Regions from separate parts of the Triticum aestivum genome. Here region 1 is linked to region 2. Evidence: chromatin contacts called from public Hi-C data. All regions are on one chromosome and are shown on one strand. The core of a region is the stretch at or near the end of the contact, and the rest is flanking DNA. Distances in the headings are between cores, read along the strand shown. Region 1 holds the start of LOC123187739. Region 2 holds the start of LOC123187736 (SAC3 family protein B).

Region 1 (6,634 bases), core at 3,380-5,879, 540 kb before region 2:
ATTATCATATTGCTCAGCCCCCCCCCCCCCCCCCCCCCCCCCGACCTGGGTCTTGGATCCGCCACTGGGCAAATGTCGGGTATTTTGTTGATGTGAAACTACTTTGTTACGTAAACCACTCCATTCACCATATTGTCATTGCTACTAATAATTCTTGCAAGCAAGTACTTGTCTCATGTCTGGTTGAATCAATAACTCAATTACTAAACCTTGTAAATATTCTTCGATTTTCCTTTGTCGAATCAATAAATTTGGGTTGTATTACTTCCCTCGAGGCTGTGACAGAGCTTGAACCCAAATCATGGGTGGGCATGCGTTGGAGGGGGTCAAACATATTCCCTCGAGGCTGAAGATTCGTATCTAGATAAATCCAAGACAAGTAATTCGGAACGGAGTGAGTACTTAAGTTGCTGGGATCATGTCAGCATCCGGGACCAACGGTTGCATCTAATTACTAGCCAGCATCCATCACCCTCAGGCCTCAGCTCGTCCGCATGGCAATACAGGTGATCAGCACCCCTCAGGCGCGAGGGCCACATACGCGCGCGCCCGGCCATGCACGTTCGTGATCCACAGTTGGACAGTTCTCACGGTGGTTGGGATACATCGACCCATGATTATACATACGGTCGGGACCTTGCTGTCCGTCCATGCATGCATGGTACGTACGTACTGCTCTGCTGGGTGTAGCATAGCACCGTGTACATCAGCCGGTACGGTACGGTGGGCCGTATCGATCCAGTAGCTGCGAGCCGTCGGCGTCAGCCATAACACCTCGCAGCCAGCAGTAGAGCACATCTGCTGTGTTTTTCTCTCGTTTTGTTTATCTTATCAGAAGAACAGAATGAGTCCACTGGCCCTATCCGGATAACGTATAGGAGCTATGGCTCACCGGTGAGGATGGAGACGGCTCTTGTTATGAAACAAAGCAGGTGCTGTGCCACCTGCTTCGATGATACTCCCTCCGTTTCATAATATAAAAACGTTTTTTTTACACTGATGTACTGTTAAAAACATTTTTATATTTTGGGACGGAGAGTAAAAAGTTGGCTTCGTCGTGTACTGTTCCCTCAAAACAATGGTGAAGCAAAGACTGTAGTACTGAAGTTGGAGTTTTTATTTAATTTTTTTGCTCTAGATTCTTCAGGCTGGTGTACATTTCGGTAGACGATCGGCACAGTTTGCCAGCTCTTTGTGCTGCATCCACTTCTGGTTTGTAAATTGTAATTCAGGCAACAGGGACTGCCCACCCGAAGCCACCCCGAATGTGAAAACAGGGCCAAGGCAAGGCAGCAGGCAACAGCGGCATGGAAGCCATCCCAAAAATACATTGCTTCCTTCCACCTCCTGGTTACTTATACATCACATTCTTCAGCCCCACTTCAACCACTAGCCATCCCAGCCGTATACACAATTGAATTGAAAGCAACCAACATCGCCTCTACCAACAATGGCAAAACAGGTAAAAAAGAAAAAGAATGTACGTACTAGAGAAGGACTCCAGCAAATAACACAGAGTATCATCATCATTTAGCCGCCCATATCCCTTTTCTGGGCCCCTTCTTGCTCATCTTCACCACCCTCTGCTTCCGGCCCCCGGCGGCCTGCTCGTCCGCGTCCCTGGTGTCCGGCACTATCGCGACGTCGACCCTCACGATGTGGTGGTCCGACGTCCCCTTGGAGGAGACGACCGTGTAGGAACCCGGCACGAACTTGTAGGGGGAGTTCGGCGACGCCAGAATGTAGTCCACCCTCGTGCCGTACTTGCACGTCCCTTGCACGTCTGGAGATTCAGTTCAGTGTAATTTCAGTACCAGAGTAACACAGCAGACATTGTTAACAGTGCCTTATAAAAACGTGGCATGTCAGTCAGTCTTACCCTGGCCTTTGGCCACGACCACCACGGCCTCGCACTCTCCGGCGAAATCCTTGGCGTCCACGTATTGCTTCCCCTTGAGGTACTTCATCACCTCCACCTTGGGCGTCGGCTTGCCGATCTCCTCGTAGTACTGCAAAATGCAACACCAAAGATCATTAGAATTGCCTCGTAATGTCCAAGGTTTCGAAACCATTCGGAGAAGACTGAAGACCTTGACGATGTCGGCCCATCTGTCGGCGGAGTAGTCGGTGCCGTCGAGCGCGTTGAGGCCGCCGGCGAGGATGTGGGGGCCGTCGACGGAGCGGAGCATGGCGTCCACCTGCTTCATCCGCCAGCTCTCGTCGAGGTGGTCCAGGTGCGTGCAGTGGAAGTTCACCTCCCCGGCCCGCGGCACCTCGATCGTGGCCCTCAGCACGTTCCTGCACGCGCCATCACACCTCTTCAATTTTTCACCACTTCTCCTTCCCGACAACCATTCAGCATTAAAAAACGGTGACAGGGGCTCCATCAAGCTCGGACAGCAACAGAGGCCGGGGAATTATGCACGTTCGGCTCTCGATCCATTATTATTATATAATTAGAGATTTCGTGATCGCGATATCACACGGACACAAAAACAAAAACAAAAACAAAAACGCAGTGCAATAACTTGTCGTGGCCTCCTTGCATGGCCGTGGGTGGCTGTCCGTCCGTGGATCCGAATTGAAGCCGCCGTCGCCCGGAAAGGGCCTGCCCAGCTACTCCGGACTGTTCGCCGACGGCGACGCCGCGGCACCCTAACCGTCGTTCTAACCATGGACTCCGGTTGATCAGTCACGGGGAAAGCTACCAAAGAGAAGAGAGAAAAGCATGGACCCTCGGGAGCCGGCCGTTTGCCCTTGGATTGTGGACGCTGAATGCAGAGAGAGAGAAAGAGTGTGTGTGCGTGTGTGGTGCCAGGCGCCAAGGGAGCTGTTTCACCTAATCCATGGCTTGGTACTAAACTAATAACCCTAAACAAAGAGGCAGTTTAGCTAAGTTGTGGATCAAGATGTGTCATACTTACTCCCTAAGCATCTAGCTGCCTGTCGGGCGTGGGTTTCGGGTTGACAAGCGCTAGTGGCAGGTGAAGCCCGGTGCCTACTACGTACCGCTTTTGGCTCGGAACACGGGTCAGCCGGGACACTGCCTGGCTAAGCAACAAGAAGCTTCCACGAGAGAAATAACAATACTAAAATGAGCAGAAAAAAGAGAAGAAGCTTTAAGGTTATGTCTGAAACTCAGGAATTTCCATGGAGATTGTTTAGGCTTCTTTCGACCGGCAATAATGCACGGCGGACCGGGCGGGGTCCGGCCGGGGACGCAACGCATGCAATGCACAACTACCATACGTTCATGCGAAAACGAGCAGCTAGCTAGTGGTAGTAGTAGATGCTGCTGCTTGGGTCGAAAAGGACACGGGCTAGGCTAGCACGCCGGTGGCGCCGACGAGCGGGCGCCGCTGTCCGGCAACAGTCGCCGGCCTGGCATGGCCAGCGGCACACGAGCCCTGGTCGGGCGCAAGGACGGGGCACTAATGCGGCGCACTGGCGACGTTTGACTGCGGGCCGGCTGTGGGTTCGTTCGTTCGTTTACAGTGGAAGAGGATGGAACATTCGTTCGGACCACGACGTGACCCGCAGCCCCGAATCCGATGCAGGAACAGAAATGAGCGACGCCGTAGGAGGGCGACTGACGGACTGACTGACCTGAAGTCGGACTGGTCGGCGACGCGGAGCGCCTTCCAGCGCTTGATGGGCCAGCGGGAGAGCACGGCGTTGCCGTACTCGGGCGCCCAGCTCTCGGCGAACACGTACCGCATGCCCAGCGCGCCCGCCAGCTCCGACAGCGGCCGCATCCCGCGCTCCTCCTCGGCGCGCACGTTCTGCAGCCCGATGATGTCGGCGCCCGTCTCCCGCAGCACCTCCTCCACGCTCCGCCGCCGGCTCGCGTCCAGCCCGCCCGCGATCACCTGATGCGGCTTCCGGGCCCTCGGGCTGCCGACCAGCCGCCCGCTCCGGTCCAGGGAGATCTCGTTGTCCTGCAGGTTGATGGACACGCGCGCCTTGCTCGGCGCCCGCGACAGCAGGCTCGCCTGCGCCTTCAGGATCCCCTTGGGCCGCGGCCGCGCCCCCGTGCCCGTGCCGGCGCCGCTCCGGCGCGCGGCCTCGCGCTCCGCTCCCGCTTCAGGGACTGCGGCCACCGCGGGCGCCATGGAGAACAGCGCCGCGTTGAACGTCGCCACGCGGATGGTCACCGGCTGCCGTCCCTCCCCCGGCGCCGACCCATCAGCACCGCCGCGCGGGGTGCCGGCCTTCCTGCTCCCGCCGTTGCTGCCCAGCCGGCGCACGGTCACGCGCGCCTTGGGCACCGTCGCCGCTCCGGCACCGGCAGCAGCGCCAGCGCCACCACCAGCACCGCCCTGCCGGCGTCTGCGCGGGCGCGGGTGCAGCGCGCGGAGGCCGGCGAGGACGCGGCGCAGCATGTGCCTCAGCGCGGCCACGAGCATCCGACGCCGCAAGTCGGTGCAAGAAAAGCGCGCGCTCCCGCCCACCCGCCGCCTTGGCTTGCGTTGGCGTGCGCGGCCGGTGTCGTGCTGGTGAGCGCGGCCGGGGAGGCAGGCAAGCTTTGGCTTGGCGTAATATACTACTCCCTGCTCTGCTTACTTACTTACTCCATGGCCGGCTAGCGACACGGGGAGGCGACGGCGACGGCGACGGCTCCGCGTGCCTCTGCTGTGGAGGCTCGCTTCGCTGCCGTCACCGGGGGGGATTTTGTACTGCTGGTTAGCTCGACGCACGTCAGATGACTGTGGTCGCGGATTATTCGCGCGTACTAGTGCGTACGTGGACGTGGTCACAAGCGAGATCCGCTGGTCGCTGCAGCGTCGTCGTTTTTCTGTGCCATCTTCTCCAGGGTATCTTCTTCCTCTGCCAAACCGGAGTGAGGCCAACTCCACCGCGCGACCCCATTTTATCCGGATGCGTCCGTTCAAGATAAAACGGACATACCAGACGACCTAACGGCAGACCCGCTTAGCTAGCCAGCCGCCGTCGCTGCTGCATGTGCCGCAACTTCGCGCGTGGGCGAGCGCCCCGGCAAGGCTCGGAGCGCGTGGGCTGCGGGCGGGCGCGGTTGCTGCTGCAGCCTCCGCGCTGGCGAGCAGGCGAAGCACGGGGCGAGCAGCTGCGACATCTGTGTGGCGAGCGTGGCGTGACCGGGCAGTCGGGTGGGCAGGTACGGGCGCACGGGCGAGCTCGGGTGTTGCTGCTACACCCCGGCGAGCACTGATGCGGCGCAGCGAGAGCGAGAGCGCGAGCTTGTGGGCGGATGAGGCGCAGACGTGGGCCAAAATGCAGGCAGATATTTTGGGGTAGTCAGCTGCACTGGGTGCCTCCAACATGAGCCGGACACGCATGTCCGTTTTGCTACCCATTGCTACCTCAAACGGATGAAATCCGGACAAAGGGGACGTCCGTTTGAGGTCATACGGTGGAGTTGGCCTGAAGTGGAGGAGCACACAATCCCGTAGCAGAGTACTAGTACCAATTACACAACCACAAAATATATACAGAAAAGGATTTTTGATCGGCTAAGATGACCAGCTGAAATAGTATAGGAGCATCTACAACCCGGCACCCCAAACCTCTCTCATACAGCCGGGCGGACGACCCAGTTAATGACCGGTCAAAAAACCCGACCCCAGCCATCTTAAATAAGCCTCAAACGTCCGGACTGACGGTCAAGTTCCACACGAAACACTCCGAAACCCGGCAATCTGATGCTGGTCTCCTTTGTCAACGCGTGATGCCACTCCAGTGGGCCGCATAGTGCCCTGGGACGGCTATTTAAGCCGGCCACCGGCACCGAAACCCTACCCATTCACATTTTCCCATGTTGTCCGTCGCCGCCACCGCCACTTCCCACTCGCGCATTCGTCACTAGTAGTAGTCATGCCCCCACGCCTTCGGGTAAGGAGCTACTCGTATCTAATGCCGGAGTGCTGACTGTAGCTGTTTGAGCAGATCTGGGCAAGGCGCGAAACCCATATCACCGCTGGGCTACCTCCGGACGAGGTGGATCCGGAGAAGGAGGAGGGGGAGGAGGAGGAGGAGTAGGAGGAGGAGGAGGAGGTGGGGAAGACGAATGGGAAGGACGCGGGGCAGGAGGAGGACGTGGGTGCAGTGAAGATGCGGATCTGCAGGCGATCCTCGATTCCCTCCCGTCGAAATAGGCGACGAAGGCCAAGTGTCGTCTTCCGCAAAAAGCGATGGCGGAGCATGCGGTAGAGTCGACGAGATGCTCGCGTTTATGGATGAGGAAAAAGAGGAGCCGAAGCCCTCCTACACACCCATCTACTCGACGCCCGGCACGGATGTCGTGGACATCTTCGGTGACAAAAGCTTAGTTCAGGCTAGTATTGTGTATGTACTATGTAGAAAATCCTTTGCACGGTTTGTATGGATCTAGGGGATGAAATATCGGATGCATAGCATTAAATATGAGACGGACGTGCTCGGTGGCGTTCATGGAAGTTTGAGGTGCCGAATTTGCCATATCGGGTTATAGATGCTCTGATGCACCGCCCGTATGGAACAAATACGTTTGCTATAAAAAGAAGAAGAAGAAGAAGAAGAAGCAGCAGCAGCAGCAAGGGAAAAAAGAATGGAAACACGGTGCTGGCATTACAGGGCTGGCGCTACAGTTTGAGCATGTATTGGGCGATGGACGGACAGC
Region 2 (6,050 bases), core at 1,593-4,092:
CATAGAAGTAAACTTTCCATGAGTGGCGAAAAGTAAATTTGCCATGTATATTAAATAAAAATTGCCATGGCGATAGAGATAAATTTGCCATGGCAAATAAAAAGGTTTAATTTGCCATGGCCGAAAAACAAAAAAGTAATAATTTGGCTGGCAAAAATAAAATTAAAATTGCCATGGCAAAAAAAATGAAGAGTTTGCCATGGCCAGTGTAGTTACATTTCCCATGTTAACGTGAAGTAAAACTTGGCATGCTCCATAGAAGTAAATTTGGCACGACTGACGAAAAGTAAATTTGCCATGTATGTTAAATAAAAATTGCCATGGCAATAGAGATAAATGTTCCATGGCAAATAAAAAGGTTTAATTTGCCATGGTCGAAAAATAAAAAAGTAATAATTTGGCTGGCAAAAATAAAAGTAAAATTGCCATGGCTAAAAATGAAGAGTTTGCCATGGCCGGTGTAGTTAAATTTGCCACGTTAACATGAAGTAAAACTTGGCATGCTCCATAGAAGTAAATTTGCCACGAGTGACGAAAAGTAAATTTTTCATGTATGTTAAATAAAATTTGCCATGTCGACAGAGATAAATTTGCCATGGCAAATAAAAGGTTAATCCGCCATGGTCGAAAAAAGGTAATAATTGGGATGGCAAAAATAAAAGTAAAATTTCCATGGCAATAAAAATGAAGATTTTGCCACGGCGGTGTAGTTACATTTTCCGTGTTAACAGAGGTAAAATTGCCATTACAGAAAAGAAAAAAAGAAAATTTGTCGTGGCAAAAATTACATGAAGAACTGCCACCAATCACACACAAAAAACAGAAATTTTGCCATCTAGTGTGATTTTTTGCCATGTGGACATTACCAAACAAATGTAAAAAAGACCATGTCGACATGATTTTCCTTGAATTATAAGCTTGGCATGGTACAAAAATTAAGTTTGCGATCGTACTTGACCTAACCTTGCCATAATACATAAATTAAGTTTCTCATGATCTAATTAAAGATATTCACATGGTCTAAATTAGTTAAAAAATGCCATGCTATATTCAAAATCCAAATTTTGCCAAATCCTATATACCTAAGAGATTCTCCCCATTATCTTATTTATCTTGACATACAAACTATCCACATCATCAAATAGGTCCATCATTTTTTTTAAACATGGCAAATATAAGCTTCTAGTCGCCATGACATATTTGTATTAAAATTTGACATGGTATTCCAATTAAAGTTTCCATGTTTTTGAATGAGAAAATTGCCGAGTATGTAAATTAACACAACAAATGTGAATCAAAAATGCCATGACAAATGGGTATTTAAATTTTGCCACGGTGTTTAATTAAAAATGCCATCCTTCGTATGATGCCACGGTCTCTGGAAATTCGTATCAAAATCATTCCAAAAATTGCCATGGCAACTATTTAGAAAAACAAAGATGGTAGGTATTCAATGTTTGTAAAATTGCCATGTCAAATTGATATAATAATTTTCCAGGGCAAATGATGTTGCCCTGGTTAGTTGAGAAAAAATCAGTTACTTGCCATGTAAGCAATTAGAAAAGCATGCTACCCATCGTTAGGATCTAAAAAATTGCTGTGATGGTAAAATCAATATACGTTTGTTGCCATGCTGCTATGATTAAAACCTGAAAAACATGCTCACAGGGGTTGTGGGGGTCAACATCGGGTCAATGGCGTGGCCGTGGCCCCGTGTTCGCCGCCCACGTGAGAAGATGGCCGCCAGTAACCATCGGAGGCCAGCGGGCCTGGGATCCGGTGGCATGAAGAAGAAGAGCCATGGCCGCCGCCTGCCCCTCTGCCGACGACACAGCTAGCCCGGCTCAAGCCTGTGCCGGTCGCCGCCCTCCGCGGAGGCCGCACCCTGCTGCCCGCATGGCCGCAGCCGTCCCGCAAGGCCGCAGGCCTCCTCTAAATCCGGTGACGCGCAGGGCCGCAGCCCGCCGCTCCGACTGACGAAAGCCTTCGCCGATGTCCCCGCGTGCCCGACATCGGTCGTCCCCTCCTTCAAATCCGGTGACATGCAAGGCCGCGGCCTGGTGCCCAGCCAACGCCGAAGCCTCCTGCATCTATCGCCGCCGGACTCGCACGCCACCATCCGCCGCTCCGACCGCCGGACGCCTTCGCCGTTGTCCCGACCTGCCCAACGCCGTTGTCATAGTATGAGTAACTTAGCTAGTAATATAACACACTTCAAGAAATTTTTACTTATGTGACAAGTAGTTAATGAGAAATAGTAACATAATATGTTACTGTAACATAGCGTTTCCTAATACAAAATAAGTCTACAAGTTAATAAATAAAACCGTCTATAACACTACTATTATGTTACTTTACACTATAAAAATAGTAACTTAGACTAGTGTCATATGCATGACACTAGTGTAAGTTACTCACTACTATGACCAGCCTAAGAGAGTGGGTGGGGGGTCGAATGGAGAGATGTGGTGATAACTGAGGGAGCTGACGCCTGCGAGTGAAAATGTTCGTTCGATTTTGGCTTCGTCCCGAACGACTCCTGGTGATGACGTGGCAAGGGCTATCGTCAAGATGCGTGCGACGGCTACGAGTGCGTTCGGGACGAGGTGTAAAAACGTCGAACGTTCGGGACTTATCAGTTCCGTTCGTTAATGCATGAACGGCCAAGATAATCGGCCTTCACAGCTTCACCTCACGAGGAGTGACAGCTGAATACACGATTCCGCAGGCACCTCTCTACAATTGATTCCACCTTCGGCTGACGGCCCGGCCCCACCTGTCAGTAGCCCTTTTGCCCGCCGAGCCGCTTAACCCAAAAGCTTCGACCCGGCGGCTCCCTCCCCTCCCCTCCCCACCTCCGATCTCTCTGCAATTCAAACCCCACTCCTCCTCCCTCCACGCGCGCCGGCGACGAACACCCGCCGCCGGCTAGGGTTCCGCGCCCCGCGATGGAGGCATCCGGCTTCGGCCGCGACGCGGGGCCCCTCAACCGCGGCCCGGGCTCCGCGCCCCTCGCCTTCGGCGCCGGCGCGGCCACCGCCCCTTCTCCCGCGGCGCAGCCCGCCCCCGTGCAGTTCCCCTCGGCTCGCCCGGCCGCCCCCTTCGTGCCCCCCTCCTCGCGCTTCCCGAGCGCTCGCCCCCAGCTCTCCGCAGCGGCTCCCATCTCTCACCCTACTTCTCCCATCCCCATACCGGCACCCTCCGCGCGCCCGGCCGCAGCTGCTCCCGGCGCCTCCGGTCCCGTGAGGTTTCCGAGCCCTCTTCGTGCCGTCGACCCAGGCGCGGCCGCTGCTACCGCTCGCCACGCCGCGCGCCATCTTCAGTCTCAGCCGAGGTGAGTGCTCCCCACCCCCCACACCCTCAAGTGGCATCTGTGTTGTTTGAGCTTTGCTGTCGAGCTGGCTGGCTAGTGTCGGCTAGGTTTCTGTTCTGTACTTGCTTTGCTGTTGCATCCAAGTAGCTGTAACTGTAAGAACAGGCGTGTAGTAGCTTCAGAATCTGACGCATAGTGTAGTTGGCGTTGTGCAGATATATTCCACTCGCAGTAGTTTCACATATTCAGTGATTGCATAGAGTATGATTTCCGTTTCCCCATTGGAGATGGCTAAATGCGCATATGAGTTTGTATTTGGTCGTATGCCTGCGACATTTGACTATTAGCGCGTCATAGCAACTCTAGTGATCTAGTTTCTACAATACGGATTGTCCTAAGTTGATCGTTAGAGATCGTGGCATGGCACGAGGCAACCATGTAGCCAATTCGCAAGACTTGGCATGGCACGAAGCAACCATGTACTACCTGTATCAAAATATAAGACGTTTTTTGGTTTTGCATAGGGCATAAAAAACATCTTTTATTTTGTTACGGAGGGACTTGCCAATTCACAAGACTTAGCCACACTGGTGACTGTGTACCAAGTGAATGATATTGAGCAGGGTATGGCACATAAAAAGGAACATCTAAAATTGCATGTTGTTCAAGCCAACTCAAAATATCTGATAAGGTGCCTTGCTGCTGGAATGGTAGACTAAGATCTAACTTTTTTGGTGGTTAATCACCTAATCCTAGCCCATCTGGTTGCAGTTCCAAACCTGCGATACCCATGGTACATTATTGATGGATTGTTTTTGTGTTCGCATTCAGAGTAGCTGCACCATCCATAGGCAGGCCCATGCATCCTGGTATTTCCTCAAGGAGCAGGTCCCCGCCGAATCTATCAAATCAGCATGTGAATGTTCCTTCAGAAAATGATAATGGTATGGGGCAAAGAAGGTAAAACTACTTCATGTTGTATCTCTCGTCAAGCTATCTGAATTCATAATGGACATCCAATATATTCCAGTCAATATCTTTAAAACATTTGTATACATGGCGTGCAGAAAATTTGTACATAAGGGCTTGATACGTAGATATAGGTCACCCAGCGACTGTTCTCCTTTAAGTCGTCCAAATGTTGTAGGTGGGACAATCCTTGTCAGTACAATGCAATCTTCTTCTGAAAGTTGCGCAATGAGCCACTGAGCCAAATATTCATCACTCTCTGCTGAACTCTAGGGTATGTTTGGATGGTGGACAAAGCTCACCCTGCCAATTTTCAGCTCATGACCAAAATTTTGGTCTTTGCTTGGATAGTTGCCAGTACTTTTGAAATGCCAACTTCTCTTTTGCCCACTCTAGTTCATTTCTTGCCAATGTTAGCAAACTCATGGGTAAGCAAAAGCTTGACCAAACTTTGGCTAGCCAAATACTCCCTCCGTTCCCTAATATAAGACCTTTTAGCTATTTCAAAATATTGATACATACATACTAAAATGAGTGTACATACATACTAAAATGTGTCTAGATACATACGACTCAAGAAAAAGCTAAAAGGTCTTATATTAGGGAACGGAGGTAGTATTTGGTAGGGCAGCCTTGGGCTAAAACCAAAGGTACCAATGCTGTTGTTTATACTCCCTCCATTCCCTTATACAAGGCGACTATCAAAAATACATTTTGCATCAATACAAGGCCACCAACAGTAATCGAGGCAAAAATTAATGATGTTTCCTTGTACTAGCAACTTTTTAATACTTACATGCATGTAGTCATAATGACACTCAGTCACTTCCTTCTCATTCATTGGTTGCATACTTGTGATGTATTAATGATCCTGGTTAACTAAAAGAAAAGTTGACTTGCAAAGGAGTCATTAAATTTTATCTTGGTACCTGTAATATGAGTTTGTGGCCTTGTATAAGGGAATGGAGGGAGTACGTTATTTTGCCAGAAGGCCATGGTCAGAGAACAATACATCAATCACCGTCAGTTCTTAAATGAAAAATGGTGCATATCATTATACTAGGATACGCTACATGTTGTGTAGTTGATCTTAGCTGGCATGCTTGACATGTCTTTGTATGGACCACCCTACATGGATTATGGTTGTGTAGGTCTGGAGAGGATTTTTCTGTTGGATGTGAGTTCAGTTGGGTTTCCCTGGAGCTTGCAACTATAACCTTGTGGGTACAGCTATCAGTGTTTTTAAATCTAATGTCTCTTCCATCGATAGGTTGGTAAACTATGCAGACCCGTTGTTTGAAAATGAAAGTGCGCAATCTTCAGTGCAAATGAGAATGCAACCTCCAGAGACTGGAAAGACAGCAAGATCACCACCATTAGACATGAGCAGACAGTTTAGACCATCATCAAGCCTTCCAAAATTAACTCCTACACAGCGTGCTGAGCCTCATGATCATGTGCAAATGTGAGTTCTTCGATAGAAATTGTCAACTAGTAATTGTTTACTCTAATTGTATTTTAAGTTTTATTAGTGTCTCACTGCAAATTATCTCATAAAAGAGTGTAGTACCGGTTACTTAGCTAATAATTAGTATTTCAGTACTAAATGTCACTGGTCGTGCTGTGCTGCTTATCTCCCTGTTTTTACTGATATTTCAGGCCTAATCTATCACCTTCCAAGTTTGGAATCCAGAACCAGTCTCCTTTTCATGATGCATGTGCTACATTCTCTCCTCTTCTGAATAGCAATTTAGTTCCTGGTATTGGG

Evidence for each region. A called contact is a pair of places that touch in the nucleus more often than the background predicts.
Region 1: a contact with region 2 is called in a Hi-C map of leaf, with 5 times the contacts expected there. The contact joins the promoter of LOC123187739 here to the promoter of LOC123187736 in region 2. A contact is called at or near these places in 2 of 5 Hi-C or Micro-C datasets (both in leaf).

What each region holds. Positions count from the first base shown.
Region 1 is chr2A:91,705,338-91,711,971 of IWGSC CS RefSeq v2.1, reverse strand. LOC123187739 reads right to left here and starts at 4,629. Exons shown (of 4, transcript XM_044599663.1): 1 at 3,607-4,629; 2 at 2,091-2,298; 3 at 1,880-2,009; 4 at 1,335-1,783. The coding sequence starts at 4,406. The coding sequence ends at 1,527.
Region 2 is chr2A:91,168,920-91,174,969 of IWGSC CS RefSeq v2.1, reverse strand. It overlaps LOC123187736 (SAC3 family protein B), which reads left to right and starts at 2,842. Exons shown (of 17, transcript XM_044599661.1): 1 at 2,842-3,334; 2 at 4,145-4,273; 3 at 5,553-5,747; 4 at 5,942-6,050. The coding sequence starts at 2,949.